Linked DNA regions of Gossypium hirsutum: region 1 is linked to region 2. The links are chromatin contacts, called in public Hi-C maps. All regions are on one chromosome and are shown on one strand. Each heading gives the region's core, a stretch centred on a gene start, on an enhancer-like site or on the middle of the called end of the contact. The rest is flanking DNA. Distances are from core to core; before and after follow the strand shown.

Evidence for each region. A called contact is a pair of places that touch in the nucleus more often than the background predicts.
Region 1: a Hi-C map of leaf shows a contact between it and region 2, with 3 times the contacts expected there. The contact joins the promoter of LOC121225695 here to the enhancer-like site in region 2. A contact is called at or near these places in 2 of 34 Hi-C or Micro-C datasets (both in leaf).

Annotation. Positions count from the first base shown.
Region 1 is chrD13:5,649,899-5,652,598 of Gossypium_hirsutum_v2.1, forward strand. LOC121225695 (thymocyte nuclear protein 1) reads right to left here and starts at 1,283. Exons shown (of 1, transcript XM_041110101.1): 1 at 377-1,283. The coding sequence starts at 1,086. The coding sequence ends at 628.
Region 2 is chrD13:5,503,876-5,506,575 of Gossypium_hirsutum_v2.1, forward strand. No RefSeq gene overlaps it. Among protein-coding and RNA genes, the nearest start is that of LOC107919438, 28 kb to the left of the region's middle. Within about 2 kb of position 1,381, at least 3 of the 9 cell types and tissues checked have an H3K27ac peak or open chromatin away from gene starts, as enhancers often do. A contact at or near this core is called in leaf, where this site is marked.

The sequences.
Region 1 (2,700 bases), core at 33-2,532, 150 kb after region 2:
TATTTATTTAAGTCCTTTTGAAATCAAATTCAGATTTATTCAAGTTTAAATTCAACCTAGCGATTTTCGTAACGAAATTAAATTGAGTGAAATTTATATTCAAATAGATTGAATTGGGTTTTGGGTTTGATTGGTTTAAATGAAGTGCTGTAAAAGAAGATGGGAACATTCACCAAAACCTAGATTAGGGGAAAAAGCCAGGAGCAGAAGCAAATATAAAATGAAACTAAAAAGACCAGAAACAACGGCAGGGCATCTCTCTTTTTCCTGGGTTTGGGTTTTTCGAAAGGTATTTGAACAGAAATGGCGCAACCACGGTATCGTTCCTGCTTTCGTATGAAGGATTTAGGCAATGCATGGTAAGTGTTCACTAAAATGCCACAGTCAAAGTTACTTGGTAAACTCGCACAAACAGAACAATAAAGCTCCGACATTGTTGGTTAAAGCGGAAATTTGGCCACGTACAAGAGCATATGGGGAACATGAATCCCATCTTTAATTCCTTCGCCAATAAACAAAACATTACTGCTAAGCACCCTTCTTTTCATTAACAAAATACATTTCTAGAAAAAGCCCAACAGAAGGGCCTCTCTTTACAAAATAAAACACCCACATTCTTGAAACCTCTTAATCGTCGCCAATATCAATGCCGTCCCCTTCGAACCCATTACCCAATTCACAGATCCTCTCCCAAACCTTCTCCGGCACCGGCAAAACCGACAGCCTCGGCTGTCTAAACATGACAAACCCTTTCAACTCCCCATCCTGTTTCATGTCCTTTAAGTCCACTTGCCTCCTCATCTCCCCCACCACTTTCACATCCACCACCACCTCGCTGTTTTTATCTCCGCCCTCCGCTGCGTACCATTCCCTAACCACGCTGACCACCCCCACGACGCGGCGAGCGGTGGCGCCCGAGTGGTAGAAGAAACAGAGATCACCCACCTTCATGGACTTGAGGTGCTTCTGGGCTTGCTTGTTCTTCACACCGTCCCATTTGGTTACACCTCCGTTTGCGGCTTGGTCTTCCCATGACCACTCCCCTGGTTCCGTTTTCAGCAGCCAGTACTGCTTCCCTTTCACCATATTTTAAACGGATTTTCTAGTGAATATAACGAAGAAAAGAAAATCACTTCGGGTCCTTTGGGATTCTTTCAATTCTTCGTGGATTCAAGGGTTTTGTATAGTTGATCGAATGGCGCGAATGCTTGGCGCCATTATGAGGTTTGGTACAGGCCAAATCAATGGTTTATGGTAGTAATAATGCAAGATTTGCCAGTACCCCCCAAGGCCCAAAAGAAAATAAGAGTTTAAAAACCCAGCAATTTCATATTGGTACCAGCAGAGAGGAAATTTAAATTTAAAATTTGAAGAAAATATTATTGAAAAGATAATTACAAATTTTAAAATAATTATTTCATAATTAATTCAAATTATTTGATGAATTTAACAAAAAGAATTAGTGTTAGGATCAAGGCAGTCAGTACCATACCGTACCATCTTTTTACTAATACTAATATGTATCAATAACGATCTGTTTTAATATACCGTTCTAGATTTATCACTATTTTTGAAAGATATTTGATATGTGTATATACAAAAATTATAAAAAAACAAATAATGAGATTAAATAAATATCAAATATATATAAAATACTCATTGTCGAAATTATTTTTTATTTTTGGAAAAAAAACAAAAATTAGTTGTCGACTTAAAAAAAAACAAAAATTGGGAGTCGCCACCAATCTTTTATTAAGGTGTGATTGGATCACCTAAAAAATAGCTTTAGTCTACGAGTTTTAGAAAAACGGATTCGGGAGTCAGTTACGTACGAGGAAGGATTAACACCCTCGTAACGCCCAAAAATTGGTACCAAATTGATTAATTAATGTCTTAAAGTCGAGAGTTTAAAAAAAATACTATCCTTAAATAAATGAAATTATTTATTAAGTCTTTCTCTTTTTGAAAAGAAAAATATCACACCCAATGCGTTAAGGCACAACATTTTATTCTCTTCAAGATAAGTTGGTCCAAAAAACTCGTATAATAAAATTTAAGAAAATATTTAATTGTTTAAAATTTATGAAGAAATCGTAGCCCAATACGTTAGGGCACGATTTCTTAAAATCCCAAACATTCAATATTTCCTTTATATATATATTTTAAAAAAATCTTTATCTCGAGAAATCAACGTGTCACATCCAATACGTTAGGACACAACACATTGAATTCCCGATGACAAGTTTTATTTTGTTTGATTAAAGAACAATCCTCGATTGTTAGATTTTACGAAGAAAATCGGAACCCAATAAGTTAGGGCTCAATTTTCTTGAAAATCCTAAATACGAGTATTATCTTTATTTTGAAAATTTTCCATTTTTAAATTCGAGTAAAAGATAATGTAATGTTATAATGTATGTATAAATATCGTGATAACAAATACAATAGTAATAAATACAACAATGGCATAGAAATAATATAAACAAATAAATAAAAATAAATCAATAACATGCAAAGCATCAAATAAATGAACGAATTAAAAAAACATGCTTTTAAAATATAAATGAAAACATAAATTGATAAACAAAAGATGGAAATAAACAAAAAAATATAAAGAGAAAAAAGGGTACAAAATATATACATGTACATATATAAAAAAATTATATACATATATATAGATTATAAAAAAGATAATTACAT
Region 2 (2,700 bases), core at 131-2,630:
GCCTATTTTGTTATAATCGGGTTTGGGTTAATTGGGCCACTATTTTGTCTTATTAACTTGGCCATACAAGCCTGCTTGTAATTCGAGCCTTTTAGACCCGGGTAAAATCGGGTATTTACAGTAAAGATATAACAATGTGGATGAAAAATCTTGTTATGTACAAATATTAAAAATTATATCAAAGCGGAATTAAATCTTTGGTTGAAGTAGTAAAGTTAAGGTTTTATAGATGCTAGTACCATAGGTTCAAATTTCACTACATGTAAGTTTTTTTTAAAAGACAGAAATACATCCATAATAATATAACTTATTTTGTATATAATAAGTTATTTTAGTCATTTCTTCAACCGAACTGATACCAGGTTAACTCGTGAGACCAATTTAATCAAAAAATTCATACTACGTTCTAAATCTATAATTTCTTATTAAAACATTTGTATGCAAATGTTTATTATTCTCTTCCTGGGATGTATTGAATATGTTTGCAAGAATGTAGTAATCCATAATGAATATCAAATTGTCAAAAAATTTAGAATTGGTATTGAACTTTAAAACCTTATTAGCATTATAACAAATATGTCTCGTTTAGTTACGAGGGTAATAATTAGAAGAAAAAGCTTATTTATTACGTATATATTACAATAGTTAGATTTAAAATAAAAAATAGTTAGTACAAATTTAAATTAAAAATTAGAAAGATAAATTAATAACTCTTATAAAAAATAAGACATCTTCAAAATAAGCGAAAAATTTTCTTTCTCTTTACTAAAAATAAATCATGAGAGTGGTTAAATGTTACCAATTGAATCAGTTTATTGTTAATCCATATTCTAAAACATGTATAAAAAATAATATTCCTACCAAATGTAACATTGTATCTTTATGCCAATCCTAATAGTAAATACAAATCGAGTATGATATGAATGTGTAGCTTCACCTCAATTCCAACTCAAAACATGTTCTCTTAGTACAATGCTACAACCTTGGGGAAAGTGGTGTCACAATCTATTCTTTAAAATTTTCAGTGATATTGTGCTCACGAAGCTGGTGTGACATGGGCAAAAATTTGGATAGATCAGCTCTAATATTAAAGGCTTGAATTTGATTCAAAATGTTGTCTACTTTATAATATATTTTTTATTTTATTTTATATATTATATAAAATCATATATAAATTCGATCTAGTCATGAACACTTCTGAGCTCTAATTTTTTTATAAAAAATAGGGTCAAGAAAACAAGATGAGGGTTTCAAATCCCAGGCTGTTTGCAAGAAAAAGTAGATGCAGCACATATAAACAAGCATTATGCAAGTATTACATAAGGATGGCAAAGGCATTCATTTACATGTGAACCCTGGGCTGAGCAATGAATGGCCCGCCACGGTGGGCCTACAAAGGTGACAGCAATGCACCCACACACCCCACCCTCCCCGAAATGCAGTGTTGGTAGTAAAAGCCCTTTCAGGCTTTTATATAGGAAAAAGGAGTCTGACTTGACACCTCTTTAGGACAAAAGTCTCATTGGAACCTTTCGAAAGGAGCCACTGCATGAGACAAACCAGCATTAACAACACCCCCTGCAATATGCTTGTACATGAGTCGGTATCAAATTTATATATGATATTAATATTATATATGTTTGTTAAAATCCGATCATATGAGGTTTACTTTTTATCCAAGTCTATTTATATTTCTAAATCATTAATTAATAGAAAATTAATGGCGATTTTTTAACAAAACTTTATATATATATATATTGTTATGGTATTTCCTGTTACCAACCCGAAACCTGAATATAACTCCGAACTACCAACCCACAACTCGAGTAGATACGGAGGAACCTGGGCCTCATAAGGTAGAGACATTAAGGGCTCGCGAGCCAGGTTCTCATATTCCTGGGTGTTCGTAGGCAAAGGGTGTGAAATCAAGTGAGTGGTTCGATGAACACGTGTTAAGTCTAGAACAGTATACATGTTGACATGCATGGAGCTTACCTAAGACGTCATTTCGATAAACAATAATTGTATATTATAAATATCCGATTCTCCTCACTTAAAGGACACATCAAACAATCAATATATATATAATATAAAAGTTGTTCAAGAATCAAATAAAAAATTAATATCTATAGTTGAGTGGCATTCATTGAGAAGGGATTAATGAGGAATCAGTGGCCATCGTATTGAAGATGTTTTTAGGGTTTAAATTTTCACAAATGATCTGTGATGAAATTAATTGGAAAGGTACAAGATGGCAAATAATATTGAAAAACTAGCCAAGAAGAGTCAAAATGAAAAGGACATTGCATTAAACTACAAAATGTAATAAAAATTGAAAATAATAAAAGATAATTTACAAGTGTATGGCACCAAGGAGGCATGTTTGAAAATTAGAGGTATTTATAAGCTTTGATAAGTAGAGTTTGAATTGATTTTATGTATAATTTTAATATTATATATTTTATCTTGGTTTATTTATATTTATAGTTGATTAATTTAAAATCATTTACGTCCACTCACTTGTAAATTTGCAGGATAACACAATTAAGTCCCACAGACATGGGAAACACCAAAACAGTTCAATTCAAACGACCAATTCCCTATCCTAACAGCTGGGAGTGTCCCATGTAAGTACATATTAATTATGATTGAAAATTAGGGTTTTCTTTTTTCTTTTTTCTTTTGGAGTCGGTCTTCTAA